Regions from separate parts of the Danio rerio genome. Here region 2 is linked to region 1. The links are chromatin contacts, called in public HiChIP or PLAC-seq maps. All regions are on one chromosome and are shown on one strand. Each heading gives the region's core, a stretch centred on a gene start, on an enhancer-like site or on the middle of the called end of the contact. The rest is flanking DNA. Distances are from core to core; before and after follow the strand shown.

Region 1 (4,265 bases), core at 1,109-3,608:
GTCTCTTTACCACGCTCAGATTTGATCTATTCATGTGCAGTGCAGTCTGATGTGGTAGTTTTGCTGTGAAAAGTTTCATTCATTTTCTTTTCTGCTTAGTCCCTTATTAATCCGGGGTCACCACAGTGGAATGAACCGCCAACTTATCCAGCACGTTTTTACACAGTGTATGTCCTTCAAGCCGCAACCCATCTCTGGGAAATGTGTAAAGTTTGTGTGAATCTATTTTCAACCATATAATTTTTTTCCCGCCCTAGAATATTTTTCAACCATTTACTGTTTGCTCTGCAGTGCCCTGCAGTCAAATCTGTTCAATTAAACCTACATGCAAATCACTCTCTCCTGAAGCCCTGATTCACCAAACCTCAAAGTAATTTGCTTATGATGAATTTATCAGCCTTTGAAAATTCTCGTGCAGTTTTAATAACCGATCTTGATCGAAAACATTTTAGTCTGTGTGTTCTGTGTATTTTCACCTGAATATAGCCTACACGGTGGTACAAATAATATTCCTTATACAGTTTTGTATCTTTGTAAAAGTTGTACCTTATAAAGTCCTCATGATACTGTTCCTTTTATGGTATAACTAAAATGAAGGTACACAATTGTTCTCATAAAAGGCACATAAGTGTTGGACAACTCCTTCTGTATTACAATACCTAATGAAAATAAATATGACTGGAAAGGCAAAGTGATTTTAGGAATAATTTTCTTATTAAAACATTCATTCATTCATTTTCTTTTCGTTTTAGTCCCTTTATTAATCTGGAGTCGCCACAGCTGAATGAACCACCAACTTATCCAGCATATGTACGCAGTGATTCCCCTTTCAGCTGCAACCCATCAATAGGAAACATCCACACACACTGATTCACACACATACACTAAGGCCAATTTAGCCTTCCCTATTCACCTGTACCGCATGTCTTTGGACTTGTGGAGGAAACCGGAGCACCCGGAGGAAACCCACGCCAACACAGGGAGAACATGCAAACTCCACATAGAAATGCCAACCCTGCCGAGGCTCGAACCAGAGACCTTCTTGCTGTGAGGTGACAAGCCTTACCTACTGCGCCACCACGTCAAGCAAATTAAACCATGAATCATCTGATTTAAATTTAAAAGTAAATGGTTAAAGAAACTCATAAACATTAATTATTAAGTTCTATAATACAATAATACAAAACAACTGGTAAAACATAAAACGATAGGTATTGTAAACTAAATATGTAAGGCATTTAAAATAAATGTTTGGTAAGCATTTTTGACACTGTTAGGTACAAGTGTCTTGTCACTGTAGTACCTTCATGGATCAGATTTTTGAAGGAATGATATTGTATCTGCAGGTTTTAAAAACCAAATGTATATTTTCGTTTCCAATAGTACAGATCTTGTGGTACAAACTGCCATGATACAAATTTGTTTTTTTTGTCTTAAGGTACAATTCTGTCCCATAAAGGGTACTGCCCCAGTGACAAGGGTTTGTACCTTCTTTGGTACAACATTGTACATTTTTTTCTGAGAGTGTATGTCACATATTCAATTTAACGATATTCACATTGATGCCTCGTTGCGGCACTTTACAAATTTTAAGCATTAACACGTTTCTAAACTGTCTCGTGACCCATGTGCTTTAGAATAAAGTGCTTAGATTGTACTATGCTTTTATGTACTATGCTGTTTGTGTTCCATATTGGTGTATTTATAGAGAGCTTTTTTGGCAAACCTTCCATTTAATATAGAAACCTCGTCAAACTATAGGTTATATACAATTTCAGGTTATATGTTAACTTTCTTGTGCTCTAGACTAAAATAATACTAAGCTACGCACTTATGTGTCGGTTATTTAATGACAATAATTTAATCCTCATTATTTTAGGTGACCAAAATGCTATGATGCAATCAATGTTTTTATTTGAAATAAAAGAGATCTAGGTGTTTTTGCACTGCTGACTCACGCCGATGATATCATCTGTATTTTATAAACGTTGCATTGTGACACGAAATTTAAAGGTGACATCATAGTTGAGCAACGCCATCGCGCTGAGCGCTCTCATTGGCTCGCATGCTTGATTGATGTGCACAGCGGCCAATCAGAAGCCTTAATATGAAAACTGGCATCACGATTAAAGGCATAGGTTGTCTAAACTGCAACGTAAAACTTATTTTTAATGTGCAACGCCTTGATAAATTACTTAAAGCAATTGCTAGAAGTCAGCTAAGCTTAGATTTTAGTCTTGCAGCCTGCAGCGCCTCATTGTTTCGTTCTCCTGAAAGTGCTTCAATAATGCAGAATCACACTGGCACACGTTGGAACCTTTTCTGCGCATGCTCGACGCGCAATGTCCAGCCTTGCCAAGACCAGCCCCTATTCTTCACCAATGAACAGTCAAATTTACAAGCGGCATACGCGTTACTCCATGGCCGAGACGGACAGTGACAGCTTGCAAACGATACGTTGTTGACAAAACAGTGAAGACCTGCTAAATGCAACGTCGGCACCCAAATAAGAACATATTTTCGTCGACCTCACCAAAATCAGGTAGAGTGCCATATTCCGGGGCAGCCGCATGGGCCCAGCTACGTGCATGTTTCTCCCGGTTGAATTTGCATGCATACTCAAAGATGCTTTTTTATACAAATTTAGCATGTCTAATAGAAAACAATGATCGGATAAGTCTGCGAAATGGCAGTCGCTTATGAATCGATAACGGTGAGATATGAACTGCGCTCGGAGCAAAAGCCCTCACAGCGGTCATGCCATTTCAGCAGCAATCCGCAATGGATCCGTCTGTAGCCAGGCTTGACAGATGGTGCGGACACACACACATACCCACACCGCATTTTTGCAGCCGTCGGAATGATTTAGCTACTTTTCATATTTATTTAAGAGCTTGCGTAAGATTTGTCATAGAAACGGTAACGGTAGTGCTGCTGTCTCTGGCATCATTTCACCTGGTCATGCTGTCGCCATTTCTATCAGCTCATCCATACAAGAATAATTGCAGTACTTATTTTAAACAGTATTCATCATTTCTTACAGGTTGTTTGCTCGAATGAGAGTGAATCTACCGTCAGATAACCTACTGGAGAGGACAGATTTGCTTGTCTGCACCGGCAGCGACCTGATTTAGGGACCGGCCGGAATATGAAACATGGCATCCGCATCTCTCGGGAAAGCCCGAGCGCACTTCTCATCACTGGAAGTCGTCTTGCCTTTTCGGAGAATATTTAATCGGCTAATTTTATGTGGTTAACATTGTTACGCGAGTTTTTGCTAGTGGTTGAGCCGTGATTATTCTGTAGTGCATCTCCCTTTTAATATGGATATTTGGACTTGGTTGCGTTAAAGTGACCCGCTTTCAGCCTGTCCATCATAATGGATCAAGATGAGAACCAAGAACCATGCGAACCCCCTTTGCATGCCCTTTACGGGCCTAACCGGATTCGGCCTTCTTCGTACCGGGCTCTGCGCAGTGCCGTGTCCAGCCTGGCACGGATTGACGATTTTTTCTGTGAAAAAATCGGCTCAGGGTTCTTCTCAGAAGTGTTTAAGGTAAACTTTACTCTTTTTGATACAGAAACTAAGAATATTAATAATTATTATTATTATTTAAGGGATATTCTACCAGAAACGTACATTATTTGTCCCTGGAATAACATAAATACAGCGAATTAAAAGTAGTTCATGCCAAAACTTTCTAAAATGGACTGATGGTTGATTTCTGTAAAGGAATATCTCATTCATTTGGTTCTCAGATTTTTGTTCTTTATTTAAAACACTTTACACTGCACAAACTGTCATTGTCCATGTCCTCAGCCAAATTTAACCTACAGCTTTAATAGTTTTGTTATGCTAAAAACCGTTATTTTGGATAAAATACTTCCGAAATAGCAAGTCTTAGTTGTTGTTATCATTCACATCAACTGATCAAAAACATGAAATTATGAATAAATTCTATAAATAAAAACTATAAATATATGATACTAATAAATGTACAATTGTCCCCATGTTTCGGTCAGTCCTGTTACATTTGCATTAAATTGAAATTTAACAATAAAGGATGCCTTCTGACATTGAATTGTATGATTTTATGCTTGTTTTTGTATGATTTTTTTGAGGACAACAAGCTTAAATCAGGTCCTGTCACATTTTTTATAAGAGAAAATGTACGTTTCATGGTAGAATGTCTCCTAATTGTTATTGTTATTCAATTAAAAAAGCTTTTTTTGCTGCTTGTACTAACTACTTATTTAAAATGAGC
Region 2 (4,059 bases), core at 991-3,490, 290 kb before region 1:
TCCCAGTAAAATACAGGGTGTTAACTAACGTTTGGCCTTCATTATAACTGTGTATATGTGTATGTGCTAGAGAAAGAGAGAAAGAGTGAGAGAGAGAGAGAGAGAGAGAGAGAGAGAGAGAGAGAGAGAGAGAGAGAGAGAGAGAGAGAGAGAGAGAGAGTAAGAATGAATGTGTTTGCAATCCGTTTTAGCCACACTCAGCAAACCAGACTGGGCAGCAGCACTTTTTCACAATTACACACACACACACACACACACACACACACACACACACACACACACACACACACACACACACACACACATACACTTACAAAACCGGCCAATCCCCTCATCATCATTTAGTGAGTGCAGTCAGTGCTTCGGGGCCTCACCTGATCCTGTTACTTTCTTCTGACAGTGTTAAAGACGTGTGTATTATGCACGCACGCACACAACACACACATACACATAACAACAGTTTGCTTGAGCGCCAATATCTTTAAAGTGAACTCTGAAAGGCAAAAAGCAATTGCTGGTTATAACTGAGAGGATAATCTGTGAAGATAAAGCTATAGTGGACACAAGCAGAAGCATGATACGATACTCACAAAGACCTTTCCTGTATTGCCAAATAGATGGAAAACAGTCTGTTTGGACAATTAACACTTTAGGAAAAGAAAACGGTATAATTAACGTAAAAAGTATTCACAATAGCAGCTAAAATGATTAATTAAACACTTTTTTTAAAATGAAGTTTCTATAAAAGGTTTAACAAATATATAAGTTTTATGCTCCAATACAGTGGTGTGAAAAACACACCAAAACACTGATCAGATCAACATACACTCCCAGAAATAAAGGTACGAGAGCTGTCACTCGGGTGGTTTTTTTATAAAAGCTACACATTTGTACCTGAAGAATGTCTAAATACCTCAAGTGTACATATTAGTAGATAGTACAAAAGTTTACCTCTTAAAATGTTTAGGTAAGCTTTTGGGGTACCAATATGGCCCCTTTAAGTACAAATGAGTGTCTTTTGAAACGGTACCACCCCAGTGACAGCTCTTGTTTTTTCAGAGAGTGTACAATACAGTTTAAAATGATCTAACATTCATTTTAAAGGTTTTCGTTTGCCCTTCTGTTTTCATTTAAATACAAATATATGTGTGTATAAATATTTAATAATAATAAAAACAACCACAGCAACATATTACACAAATATGAATTATTAAAATAGTATATATGATAATATAATCAATTGCATTAATTTACTGCTACTTATAATAAATATATAATTCAAATTAATATTATGCATTGTTATTTATGATAATAATAAACGTTATGGTGGCACAGTGGGTAGCACGATCACCTCACAGCAAGAAGATTGCTGGTTCGAGCCCCGGCTGGGTCAGTTGGCATTTCTTTGTGGAGTTTGCATGTTTTCCCCGTGTTGGCGTGGGTTTCCTCCGGGTGCTCCGGTTTCCCAGACAGTCCAAAGACATGCACTATAGGTGAATTTAACAGGCTAGATTGACAGTATATTGAATAAGTGTGTATGCAAGAGTGTATGGGTGTTTTCCAGTGTTGGTTGCAGCTGGAAGGGCATCCGCTGCGTAAAACAAGTTGGATAAGTTGACAGTTTGTTCCACTGGGGTGACCTCTGATTAATAAAGAGGCTAAGTCATTAAATAACATTTAATGGTGTTTCTCAACCATGCTCCTGGAGGACCACCAGCACTGCATGTTTTGAATGTCTCCTTTGTCTGTCACACCCATTACAGGTCTTTTAGTCTCTGCTAATGAGCTGATGATCTGAATCAGTGTGCAATGTGCAGAGCTGGTGTTCCTCCAGAAACGTGGTTGAGAAACACTGATTTATTAAGAATACTAATAAAACATATAATAATCATAACAATAACAACAATACAAATAATTAATTTTTTATAAACAAAATAATTTTCACTTAAATGTTCATTGTTGTAAATTATATTCTTTGATGCTTTAAATACGTTCACCCCTCATTTCTCCTCAATCCTCCGCCGACAGCGCTTTGTGCTCTCCTCCTCCTCCTCCTCGAGCATCAGCTGCAGTACCGTAACCCGCCGCTAAAGCACCATACCGCTCTGCCGTTTGCCTCCCGTGAAGTGAACGTGACTCCGCGTCCAGAGAGCACTGGAATCCCGTCCGTGTTTTGCGCGAAGCTGACGGCTGCTCTCCGGCTGGTGGCTGCTCTTCGCTCGGCTGTTGTCCTGATATCACTCCGCTAGCATGGAGGAGGGGAGCGCTTGATTATTGTGATGGTGGCAGCTGCCGTACACACTGGCGACTGTAGGATTTCCTCTCCAGCCATCGGGACTTTAACGAACTGCACACCTTGTTCGCGCTCGGGGAGGCTTTCGCCGGCCAAACTAATGAAATGCAAGTTCACGAAACAACTCCGGAGCCTGTTCGCAGCAGACGGCAAAACTTTTTTCAGAAGGACAACACAATAAAACGACGGGCTCGCAGCAGCGGTGCTTGTGCGTGATGGTTGCGAGTAACATCCGGATGTTTGATGGAGCTCCAGTAGCGGCGAGAGAGTAGCAGCCCCGGTCGCCTCCGCGGTCCCGCACTGTTGTCTATTGAATGGTTGACACGGCGATCCTCCCGGAGGAGGGATTTACGCTCGTTTGAACGCTTCTTTCCTCACTATTTCACTGTATCTGGCTCCCTGGCGAAGCGGACTTCTGCCCCGCTTTGGAGAGGGGAGAGAGAGAGAGTCAGGGGGGCTTGACAAAGTTCTTCCCGAATCACAGATGATGGGGGATTTTGCCAGCCCCGCTGCCGTACCGACCGGCGGCGGCATTTGCATTAATAACAGTAACGTGAACTTAAACTCTGCCATTAATGCAGCCAACAGCGGCAGCACCGGCGGCGGTAACATACCGAAGCACAGCACGGTGGTGGAGCGGCTCCGCCAGCGGATCGAGGGCTGTCGGCGGCACCACGTCAACTGCGAGAGCCGATACCAGCAGGCGCACGCCGAGCAGCTGGAGCTGGACCGCCGGGAGACCGTGAGCCTCTACCAGCGGAGTTTAGAGCAGCGGGCCAAGAAATCCAACAACAGCAAACAGCAGAGCAAGCAACAAGAGCCCGACTCCAGCGCGAGCGCCGAGCAGAGGAACAGCACCCTGATCGCGGTGAGTTCAGCTCTCTCCATGGGCTGCCCGACTCCTCTCCTTCTGTGTGTCTGTGTGTGTTTGGACATGAACAGTGTTTGTTTGGGTCATAGACTCGTTGTGATTAAACTTTAGCTCGGCGTTTGTGCTTTTTACACTTTGGTTACTTCAATCAAAGCATAACTTGATTAAACCGTTTGTGAAAGTGCTTCTCGTGACTTTGGAGGCGTTTTACCACTTTTCTGTGCAGCCTTGTTTAAAGTTATGTAGTAGTTGATGATGTCATTTGATCTCCTCCTACTTACTATTTGCAGTTCAGCCGTGTTTCATGTTTGGGAAACATAATTGGGGTTGAAAATCGAGATCAGCTTGCTAGCTACACTGTGCGAATGTGTATTATCGTGTATTGTTTTGCTGAGAAGCGCGACGGTACACATGGCGAGTCGTGCCAGTTTCAGTTTCCTTTTAGGCGCGCTGTTTGAAAAGATGCTAATGTTTTGCGTTTATTTCACATCCCTCTCTTTCTCTCTTCCTGCTAGTTAGGCATGCGTGTGTGTGCAGTGTAACTGTTCGGTGCGATATTTGTTGAAAGAAAAAAAGGAAGGAAACGAATGCACATACATGTTTATCTGCATGCTAAGATCAAGATGCCACCACAGAAAAGTTGCAGCTTTAAAATCGGTCACTCGAATCTCAAGCCACTGCAGGAGAGCTTCGTGTCGCTGTCTTTTGTGTCAGTCCTCTTTGAAATGCTAAGTGTCTGCGATTTCTGAGGGTGACATCGGTAGTTTTAAAGCGTTAATGGCCGGTGTCGTCGACCCCCCTCGGTGCGGTGTGGATGTTACTGTAAGCCGGTTTATAAGCAGCAAACGCTTCACATCGAAGGTATTGCGATTTAAAGAGACCGCAGCCTTTCCGT

What was found. HiChIP or PLAC-seq counts read pairs in DNA pulled down with a chosen protein or histone mark.
Region 2: a contact with region 1 is called in an H3K4me3 HiChIP or PLAC-seq map of gastrula embryo, with 2.1 times the contacts expected there. The contact joins the promoter of maml3 here to the promoter of tesk1a in region 1. A contact is called at or near these places in 2 of 4 datasets of contacts at active chromatin or transcription factors (embryo and gastrula embryo).

What each region holds. Positions count from the first base shown.
Region 1 is chr1:43,325,997-43,330,261 of GRCz12tu, reverse strand. tesk1a (testis associated actin remodelling kinase 1a) reads left to right here and starts at 2,358. Exons shown (of 11, transcript XM_021476824.3): 1 at 2,358-2,542; 2 at 3,044-3,556. The coding sequence starts at 3,380.
Region 2 is chr1:43,619,212-43,623,270 of GRCz12tu, reverse strand. maml3 (mastermind-like transcriptional coactivator 3) reads left to right here and starts at 2,240. Exons shown (of 6, transcript XR_012407336.1): 1 at 2,240-3,161.